Regions from separate parts of the Mus musculus genome. Here regions 2 and 3 are each linked to region 1. The links are chromatin contacts, called in public promoter capture Hi-C maps. All regions are on one chromosome and are shown on one strand. Each heading gives the region's core, a stretch centred on a gene start, on an enhancer-like site or on the middle of the called end of the contact. The rest is flanking DNA. Distances are from core to core; before and after follow the strand shown.

Region 1 (3,534 bases), core at 34-2,533:
CTCAGAACTTGTCCTCTTTTCCCTCACCTATAAACTAGCGTTCTTAATTTCCTTTGAATGACCAGATGGACACTCAAATTTCCCCAAGTTCAGGCTGATCCTTCAAAATACTTGCTATAGCTTTGACAGACGTTTTTCTCGTGTTCAGGTTTCCTTTCAGAATGAATCTAATGGTTTCTTTCTCTAAATGTAATTTCTTCAGCCATCCTTCTCACTGTTAACTGCTTGTTCACACAAAGTCCGTGACCTTTTGGATATTTGCATCCGTTCTGTGGGTGACTGGACGACTACTTCATGGATCATCTCAGACATTTTCCCACCCTTCTTTAAACCTTTTGTGCCAGTCAAATACTCAAGCCCTCGACACCACTTCACCCCCATACGCTTCTTTCAAAAGTGGTGGGTCTTACTTGCAGACGTGTTCGATTTTACGCAAAATTTGATACTTTGTTCTAAATAGCGGCCACTCATTTTGAAACAAAACCATACAGGAACGTTATCAGGCCAGGACTGTGAGAAGCCTGAGGTAAAAATCTCTAGGGTGCTGCTGGCCTAATCATTGCACTATTCCTGCCTCTCTGGAAACCACCAAGGAAGTTACTGCTTTTCTGAGCTTTTACCCTAGCGTCTAGTCAAGGTGTGCGGCTAGCAATCTAGCACTAATTCGGTCACAGAGTAACCGGAAGGCAAAACGGGTTAAAAATTAAATCCTCTACAACTCATGTTTGCGTTCAACCCGCGAGTTGTTTCAAAGCAATCGCAAGGGTCATCCCGAATCTGTTGCCTTTAAGAGTCTACGGTGACTCACGCAATGGACGCATGAACCGTGACAACTTTTACACAAGCCGGGCAGACGCAGCCGTGAAGTAACGTTCTAGCTTGCCCTGGATCTGCAGGAACCCGCACACAGCAAACCTACCCGAATAACCCGGGGTTGCGCTCGCCAGTCCCGGGGAGACTACAGCGCATGCGCAATTCCTTCCTTGCGCGGGTTGGGTTGTGCGCATGTGCATTGAGACTACGCAGCTGGCCCGACCCTCTCGAGTGCGCATGCCCGCCCGCAGGGACGGTCGCCTGCGAAGAGGGCGGGGGCGGATAGCTGAGGGAAGAGAGGGCACCCTCCAGCGCCAGGGTGCATTGTGGGAAGGAGGCGGTAGCGTCCCGGGCGGGCTGGAGGTGCAGCAGCGGCGGCGGCGGCGGTAAATCCTCCCGGCCGCACACAGCACTGTGGAGCCGCGGCCCCAGCCCAGCCTCGGCCCGCGCGCCCCTCCTGCCCCTCGCGGCTTCGCGCGCCAGCCCCTCCTCCGCGCGCGGCCTTGCGGAGCCGGCCGGCCGGCCCAGCTCCCCTCCCCGGCCCCGCGGGGCGGCCGCGCTGCCCTGACGAGGCGGGGAGGGGAGGGCTGGACCGGCCGGCGGCCGGACGACCATGCCGAACTTCTGCGCTGCCCCCAACTGCACACGGAAGAGCACGCAGTCTGACCTGGCCTTCTTCAGGTTCCCGCGGGACCCGGCCAGGTGAGTGGGGCGCGGAAGCTTCAGGGACTTGCGCGCACGTGCGCTCGCGGGCACCCGGCCCAGTGGGTGCCACCCGGGGGCGCGAAGGCGGATGAAGTGGGCGCTTAGCGCCTTTGGTGGTCCGACGCGGTTCCTTAGCTGTCAAAGAAGTAACCCTTCTCCAGGGCTGTGTTCCCAGGGGCCCTGCCTTCCCCCGCGTCACTGGTCTCTTCTAGGACAGTGTTTCTGTTTGGAGGCGAGCCGCTTTCTTTGATCTTAAATCAGGTCACAACTGCCTCCTTCGGACTTGTCAACCCAGTGTTCAAATGCCGACCGTTACTCATTGTCTCCCTTGGTTGTTGGGACCACAGAGGACAAGTGTGAGGGCGTGGGAATATGGTATTGCAACTTCACTTTTCCTTGGGGTAGTTTATAATCTGGGACGTAGTCTGAGAATCATAGGGACTTAGTGTGATAGACTGCAGGTAGTTCTCAGAGCTCTCCTGTTGGCTCATTCGTTTAAAAATCAGTGCTTAACCATGTTTGAAGTACTCATGTCAGGTGCTGGAGACTCGAGTGAATTTTGTCACGGACGGCAGAAAGCACCTAATCCACAGAGAGAGAGAGCAGATCTATCAACGAGCGCTGAATATAGCATGATATTAATTGAGCAAATATTTATTGAAAGCCGACAGTTGGTAGAAATTGGTCAGAGTATGAGAGTGGGTAACATGAACCAATGAAAATCCCTCTTCTCAGAGGTTACATTCAAGTCTTGGGAAATTGGCAAGTAAAATATTTATAATACCGTGTCCAATAATGAAAAATATCCTGAAGAAAAATACAGCAGGGGTTGGAAGGGCTTTTAGCTAGGGAACAGGTGGAAAGATAGCTCAATGCTGAAGAGCACTTATACTCGCAGAAGGCCTGGGTTCTATACCCACATTAGGTGACTTCAGTTCCAGGGGATTACACAACCTCTTCTGGCCTTCCTGTGTACCAGGTATGCTCAAAGTGCAAAACGCTCGTGCATATACCAGAGCAGATTAAAGAAAAAAGCATAGCCAGGGAGCTGAGCAGTGGACATTGTCTGTTATCCCAGCGCTGAGGAGGCAGGGAGAATTGAGATTTGAAGCAGGCCTGGGTTAGAGTAAGTTCCAGGCCAGTTAGGGCTGTAGTGTGAGTCTTGTCTCATGAACCCGTTTAAAAAAAAAAGTATAAAAAACGGAGGCACAGTTTCTATTTTAAACATAACAGAAAAAAGTCTCACCATAATGAATCTGAACAACAACAAAAAAAAATTGAATTGGGGAAGGGGAGAGCTGTGCAATATGTTGGAAAAGCATCTGGAAACAGTAAGAGTGAAGTCAAGGCATGCTTGCTGATGAGGTTTATATGGGAGACGGAAATTGTTTAGGAAATTGTTGTCCATGGAAGATATTCTGGTGGTTATCCTGAGTGAAGTGGGAGAGTTTAGAGCTGCAAGAGTTCTTAACAGGATTTTTGGCTGCTTGTTAGTTGTAGGGAAGTAAAGATATGAGCAGGAAGACCAAGGGAAGACTGTTGCAATAATCCAGATCAGTAGAAGAGGATGAAGAGGGAAATTGATGCCTTTAGATAAGGTTTGAAGATGAAGCCAACAGGATTTACTAGTAATTTGGATGTCGTTTATAAGAGAAAAGAGTCAAGACTAACTTCTGAGATTATGTGTGGGTATGGGGTGTGTGTATGTGGAGGCCAGAGGGCATCCTGTGTCTTGCTCTATTCCTCCTTTAAGAAGGATCTGACTGAACCTGTAGCCAGATTCAGCCAACCCCAGCAATCCTCCGTCTCCACTCCCCAAAGTGTTAGAGTTACAGAAGTTTTTAACATAAAACAGTTACTGACATAAGAAAGATTGGAGTATTAGTCTGTTCGGAAGATATTATAGTTTGATTTATAGTGTGATACCTGGTAGGCTTGGACAGGCAGAGATGTCTTCAGCCAGAGGATGGAGTTTAGCACTAAAGAACCTGATTAGCATGCATGAGGTTCTCGGTT
Region 2 (3,350 bases), core at 271-2,770, 1.0 Mb before region 1:
CTCTTTCTGAAATCTACCACTTAGAAAGCACACCTACTCAACGTTTTAAACTGGAAATTTAGAAACGATATTTAACCTCTCTTCTTTGTCTATTCTTGTCTTCATCGTCACAAATTCTTCCTCTCAATCTATATCCACATGACGAGGATTTTAACCTTCAGAGAGTTCTAGAATCTTTTCTCATCCCCTCCCTTACTCCACTCCCACCTTCTCATTCCTGTTCAGGGGACCTGCCTCCTAGTCTCACTAACAACAAACTAAATTTTAAAACGTAACACTTGGAACTGACTGGAGACATGGGTCAGCTTGTGAGACTGCCTAATGCCTTTGCAGATAGGGTCACTGCGCCCAGGCAGGGTGGCTCACACCTGACTGTATGTAGGTAGGTATATACATATATGTGAGGAAAAAAATCTTTAGATTCCTCTGTTGAAAAGAATCCAAAGGGAAAAAAGGAGGAAGAAGAGAAAGAAAGATAAAACTGCTATCACATCCTCCATGTATGTTATCCAACCTAAACAGCCTTAGCCCCATAGATATTACAATTCTACAGCCAAAAAAAGTGGAGTCTAGAGGTCAACTGACTGAATTCCATCCACCAACTCTAGCTTGTGAGTTTAATGCCTCAGGTCCCATCTGTTAAAGTGGGTAATAGAAAATGTGTTCATATTGTGTATCATAAAGAAAAAAATTAATTGAGCAAGTGTGGTGATGGGTGCTCATAGTAGTACCAGTAAACTGGAGTTCGGTGCAAATCGATTATGTATTGGAAGCCAGCCTGGGATACTTAAAGAAGCCCTGTCTCAAAAACCACGAAGGAATCCATGAAGAAATATAAGAGGTAAAGTCCGTATGCTGTGTGGTCTATAGGTCTCTGTTATGGGTTTCTATTCACCAAACCTGTAGGTTTTCACTGCTCTTATTCACTGGGACCTAGCGAACAGGGAAGGCAAGGGTTCCTAACCAGTGGCCTACCTTTCCCTCGGGCAGTCTTTTGACTGTCTTGCTGCGCACTGTCCATCATTAATGTAACCTTTTCGTGCTCGTGGCATGACTCGTGGGGATGGGGCGCTCGATCTCTCCGGCGACGTGGGGACTAAGAGGTCTGGTAAATGGCTGTGTGAACCCAAGGAGAACAGGCCTGACGAGGCGGAAGCAGGGTAGACTCGTGCACCCAGCCGGGAGACTTGGGATCTCCAGATGCGTGTGGATTTTATTTCTGTGAGTCCTCCTTCGGCGAGGGACTCCTGGGGCCTGGGTCCCTTCCCGCTTTTTGTTGGGAAAGGCTTGGTATTCCTTATACATCCTCTCTCGGGGTTTGCTCCTATGACCTTCAAAGAGAACCACATAGAAAACACTCGATTATTCTAAGCATCCTTAGAGGAGCGGGAAAGGGGAACCGATGCCACGTGACAAAAGCCAGCCGGCTCGCTGCGGACCTCTGAGTTGCCTAGAACATCCCGTCTCTATGGTCAACCGCATGCTAAGGCCCTCGCTGAGAAAGTTGTTCTTCCGGGCTACGACTACTGCTTCCGGGGCAGCTCCGTGCGAGCCGCGATTGCGGTACTCGCCTCTCTCGGTTCGCGTGGAGCGATGCTTTCCCCGGCAATGAGCTTCCTCAAAAGCTTCCCGCCGCCTGGGTCGGCCGACGGGCTCCGGCTGCAGCAGCCAGACACCGAGGCTGTGCTGAACGGGAAGGGGCTCGGCACCGGCACGCTTTACATCGCGGAGAGGTAAGGTTGGGGGGCGCCGACCAGCCGGCCGGCGCTATTGTGCGGGCAGGGTGGGATTGTCCCCTCCCGAGCTCGGCTGGTTCTGTCCCCTAGCCCGCGTTTCTCCCTAACGACCTGTGCGAACCGGCCTGTCTCCTGCAAGCCTGGCGCGTGGTCACGTTGAGTTTTGAGTCTGCAGAGCCTCGGTTAGTTTTTCCGTGGGCCTAGCTTTCGGAATGGTCGTGTCAACTAGACGATTTCCCTGCGTGGAATATGTAGCTCAGATTGTGACGGGTTACGACGTTTGGTTAATGAGCTGGGATGTTCTGCTTCAAGTGTGTGTGTTTGTGGGGGCTGGGGGGAAGGACCATCTTCAGGCCCACGCAGGGCGGAGTCACAACCAGCCGAACCCGACTCCTGGATGTGCAGGTCCTGGAAGGAATTCTTCTATTTCACTACCTGCAGGATTCAGTACTTTCACAATAACATAGACATGCCACTAAAATACACACTACATACACGCTCATACCCTCCTACCCCCACCCCATACCTTCCTGTTCACCCGCCCTCCCTCCCCATTTCTTTCCTTTCCCTTCCTCCCTCCTTTCCCCCCTCTTTCTTTCATTCTTTCTTTCTCTTCTCATTCTTTCCTGTCTTTCAGAGTCTCTGGTTTACCTTTTGCTATATTCTATTTGTTGGCCACAAAGGAAATCCTCTGCTTTTAAGAGCTCGAGTTATAACATTGCTCCTGCCTAGAAAATCCAGGCTATCTCGTTTATTTCACCATCAGTAGATTAGTAATCTTAATTACATTCAAAGTCCCTTCTTTCATGGCACTGGAAAACAAATCTCTTGGGGACCAAGATTATGCCTACTACAGAGCCCAGGGTATAAACGTGTAAAGAGCTATTTGTTCAGAGAACAGTGTGGATAGTGGGACTGGGTGTTTAGACACCGACTAGAAATACAAATGTGGGTGGGTGCGCAGTTTGGTTGGTATATGTGTTTGGAGTAGCCATGAGGGAGAAAGAAAAGGGATGGGAGGGAAGAAGTTGTGAGATTCATTCATTCATTCATTCATTCTGTAAGTTCTGTTACTCTAGAGAACCCTGACTAATACACATGGGCAAATAAAATGGATCTTGTCAAAGTTAGGAATATATCTGTGTTCCACCACTCCACATGCAGAAGAAATTGTGGAGATCACCAAAGATCTTACTGCTTATACCCAGCAGATGTTTTCCAGTTTACAGTCTATTTCTTCCATTCCTTCTCTCTCCTAAGTCTTCTTTCAAAAGACTTGAAGACTCTTGAAGCATGTGTCTCTCTAAGGTACTTTCCCTGGCCTCTCTTCTGGGCTATATAGCTGACTACAATGGGTATGTAAACACCTACTTATTGATTCCAAATCTGCCTTGTGTTGCAGGATGTTTGATCACACTGTAAACAATGAGATTGTATACTAGATAAAAACCTTTTTCTAGGTGTGGTGTGGCACAGCCTTTAGTCCACATCTTTATTGCCTCTGGCTGGAATACAGACAAGGCCTTAGTACACACCTTGAATCCCAAATAGTGAAGGTAAAGTTAGTTTGTGGAAGGAAGCACCATGTTTGAAAGTGATGTCTAGTTGAGTGGC
Region 3 (3,304 bases), core at 20-2,519, 1.1 Mb before region 1:
GAAGCTCTTTAAACAGGACAGTAAAACAACTCAAAACAGCTTCAGGAAGTCCCTGAAACTAACCAGATTCATTAGGTCTCTCTCTGTCAGAGCAAACAGTAAAAGGTGATCGTCTCTCTCAAACTAAAGGAAGTTGAGCTGAAAAAAAAAAAAAAAAAGCCTCTCAGACAAGCTGCACTGCAAAGAAGACTCTGAGATGGGACCAGCTGCCTGGGAGGAGCAGAAGCCAGCTGAGCTGCCTGGAAGAGGTTCAGACCAGAGTCACTTGGAAAGGACATGCCAACGCAGTGAGCTGCCTGCAGGCTGTGCAGTTTTTATAATCTGTCACCCATGCTGGGGTGGGCCCTGGGGTCGCAGCTGTCTCTGAGTCATTCCTGCTCCTGTAAGTGACCCCTTATCCATGCTCCTGTTAAAATAAAACGCATTGGTTCGCCAAGTTGGACTTTGGTGTTATCTGTACTTCGGTCTGTCGGTGGGAGCTCTGTCTGGGGTGAGATGTGTTTACCGTCCCCCCAGGAAAAGTTTGGTCACACAACACTCAGGAGAGGGCAACACCCCTCAGCAAACTTTCTGAGACTTCTCTCCAGGGTCCCGCGCCAAGCCACAACCGCACCTTTCCTTCTCCTAACCTCTCTCCTCCCTGCCATTCTCTTTTGCTGCATCTTGGTGTCTCTCTTCAACTCCCTCTCTGTCTCTCTCTCTTGGTCGTCTCCGTTCCCAGATCCCGCAGAAAACTCACGCAGCGCTTCTGTTCGCGGTTGTTCCTCCAGTCGGATCCGTGCTTCACCTTTCCCTGCAGCTAGCCGAGGGACTCTGAGCCACAGCGGTTCAGCCACCAGGCCTGGAATTCGCCTTCAGCCGGCCCACACCCGAAGCTCCGCCCCCTCCCCCCATTGGCTATCGTTCTTAGAAAGTCCCGCCCCCAACCTCTCCGCCCCGCTTCCCTTGTTTTCATTCCCCCTGTCACACGAGGCAGTAGCGACCCCGAAGTGGGAGGGAAGAAGTCGGAGCCTTGAAGTCGTAGAGGGAAGGGGACGGGAAGAGGGCGGAAAGTGAAGGGCCCAGAGTGCCTCTCTGTCCCCGATCTAACTCAGTTCTCGACTGCTCCGGGCCGGCGTGGTATTGTGGGATCGCGGCGCCTGGCGCGAGACGCTCGCCGCCGCAGGGGCGTCCACTCGAGAGCGCCTCCTGTCGTCCGTAAAGCTACCCTGCCATCCCTCGGTCCCCCCAACTCCTCCCGCCCCCCCATCCCCTCCTCCTCCATCCTCCAGTTCAAAATGGCGGCGGCGGCGGCGGCGGCGGCGGCGGCAGCGGCAGCGGCGATGGCTCCTCCGGGCTGCCCGGGTTCGTGCCCCAACTTCGCCGTAGTCTGCTCCTTCTTGGAACGCTACGGGCCGCTGCTGGACCTGCCCGAGTTGCCGTTCCCAGAGCTGGAGCGGGTGCTGCAGGCGCCGCCGCCAGACATCGGCAACGGAGAAGGTAAGCGATCGGCCCGAAAGCCCGGCGGGAAGCGGCCCTGGCGCGCTTTAGCTCTCCATAGATACCCTGGGGCTCTGCGGCCGTCCCTCGCCAGGGATTGGCCTCCGCGGAGTCCCTACTCCTCGTAGCCCGGGGGTTCCTGGGTGCTGGGGAGGCGGGGCGGAGGCCCCCTAGGGCCACCGTGCCCCGCGGGGACGGAGGTGGGGGCGTCGCGGACCGGGTGTGGGCTAGGGCCCAGGAGGGGGTATTGTGCCGGCCTGACGCTCTGGGGCCGGGTCCCCCGCGCCGGTGTTGCCTCCAGTTCTTACCCCTTTAGGTGGCGGGGGAAGGGGAGCGCAGGTTCCGGCCAGCTTTGCGCTTTTCTCTTCCCCTCCTCCCACCAATCCGCCCCACCGTCTCCCGGGAGGCTGGGCCCATCTTCTCTCGGCGCCCCCTCTGCTCACTCCACCTGAGTGGGCGGGGGCCCGCGGACACTCCGCTCTCCCGGTGGTGGGAACTCCCCCGAGAGAGTCGGCTCCTGCCTTTTCCCGTCCCCTGGAGGGCTGGTCTAGCCCCCCAAACTCCTTCCTCCTTGGGAGATCTGAGTCTATGACCAGAGAGGGGGCTTCCCCCCTATTCTCGCGTAGGAAGGGGAAATGAACTCGGCCCAGCTTCTCCGCTCTGGGTAGGAGAGGGTTAATATCTCCTCCTCCATAGTTTTTCTCCTCACCACCTCCCCCAAAATAATAGAAAAGCATCTCTCCACTTTTCTCTATCCCTTCCCCCTATCTCAGCTACAGGGCTTAAGGGAAGAAGTCACTCTTCCATTTGCTGGCTGGGGTGGGGTGGTTAGTCTGTAGGCTGGAGGAGGGGCTCAGATGGCTGGGGAAACAGTTGAAGAAGGTGCTTGTTGCTCATGTTTCTCTCTGGTGCCGCTGGTCTATTATTGGTGTTCGCAAGTGGTGCTCCTTCCACATAAGGCCACCGCGCGGGTTCAGGGCGCATGCTCTGCCCGGCCCCATTGAAACTTCCTGCTGCTGCTGCTGGTCGTGGTTCTTTTGCTGGAGCATCTCAGCGCTGTGTTTGCTGCTTGCAGTCTTTACACGCTGAGCGCTAACCCTCTCCCCTATTAGTCCCGATCCATTCCGCTCCTTTTCTGGTACTTTATTTCCCTAGGAGAAGCCTAATTTGTGTACTCCGAACATTGCCTTTGTTTAGCGACAGCCCTTGGCAAAAGAAGAAACGTTTCCCAAATAGGTCTTCTTTTCTTCTTTTTCTTTTGATCTGTGCGTAGATGACCAGGGTGGACTGGGTATTGTACAAGGCATGATAGCTGTGACCTTTCTAAGAAAGCAGAGTTGCTTTTTTGTTCTGTATAGAAAATACGTTTCCGATATGATGTATTTACATAGCTAAGGAAAGACCCAAGTGTGAACTTATTCAAAGTATTACCTGTAGAGAAAATGTGTGATATACAATGTTATTAAGTATTAATCCTACAGCAGTTATTGGTACAATGGTCGTATACTTTCTTTCCACTTTCTCTTTTGAGACTGGCCTGGAATTCTGTATACCATGCTGGCTTGGAACTCTTAGGAATCCTCCTGCCTCTGCCTGCCTCGTGCTAGGATTAAAGGCATTTGTCACTACGCCAGGCTCTGCATCTCTTTACTGGTTCACAGTTCTTAGACTGTATCTGGCTATAAAAATCTAGTTTTTTAAACTATGAAATCAGAGTTAAATTACTTTAGGTTAAGATTTTTTGCAGACTTTCTTTAAACATTAAGCTTCTAGTGTATTAATTTCATTATCAAAATATATTCACATTCTTTTTGAAGAAAGTAGT

What was found. Promoter capture Hi-C pulls out the DNA fragments that hold promoters and counts their contacts.
Region 2: a promoter capture Hi-C map of pre-B cells shows a contact between it and region 1, with 4 times the contacts expected there. The contact joins the promoter of Clns1a here to the promoter of Thap12 in region 1. A contact is called at or near these places in 3 of 39 promoter capture datasets (the C10 cell line, liver and pre-B cells), 1 of 484 Hi-C or Micro-C datasets (uterus) and 1 of 115 datasets of contacts at active chromatin or transcription factors (astrocytes).
Region 3: a promoter capture Hi-C map of liver shows a contact between it and region 1, with 3 times the contacts expected there. The contact joins the promoter of Rsf1 here to the promoter of Thap12 in region 1. A contact is called at or near these places in 3 of 39 promoter capture datasets (liver and pre-B cells), 1 of 484 Hi-C or Micro-C datasets (CD4 T cells) and 1 of 9 other capture datasets (adipose tissue).

Annotation. Positions count from the first base shown.
Region 1 is chr7:98,701,964-98,705,497 of GRCm38.p6, forward strand. Thap12 (THAP domain containing 12) reads left to right here and starts at 1,284. Exons shown (of 5, transcript NM_028410.2): 1 at 1,284-1,515. The coding sequence starts at 1,427. It overlaps Gm15506 (predicted gene 15506), which reads right to left and starts at 965. Exons shown (of 1, transcript NR_144495.1): 1 at 1-965. It also overlaps the pseudogene LOC108167485.
Region 2 is chr7:97,695,137-97,698,486 of GRCm38.p6, forward strand. Clns1a (chloride channel, nucleotide-sensitive, 1A) reads left to right here and starts at 1,521. Exons shown (of 7, transcript NM_023671.2): 1 at 1,521-1,733. The coding sequence starts at 1,594. It overlaps Rsf1os2 (remodeling and spacing factor 1, opposite strand 2), which reads right to left and starts at 1,331. Exons shown (of 3, transcript NR_154552.1): 1 at 976-1,331.
Region 3 is chr7:97,578,627-97,581,930 of GRCm38.p6, forward strand. Rsf1 (remodeling and spacing factor 1) reads left to right here and starts at 1,270. Exons shown (of 16, transcript NM_001081267.2): 1 at 1,270-1,479. The coding sequence starts at 1,278. It overlaps Aamdc (adipogenesis associated Mth938 domain containing), which reads right to left and starts at 871. Exons shown (of 5, transcript NM_001177945.1): 1 at 740-871.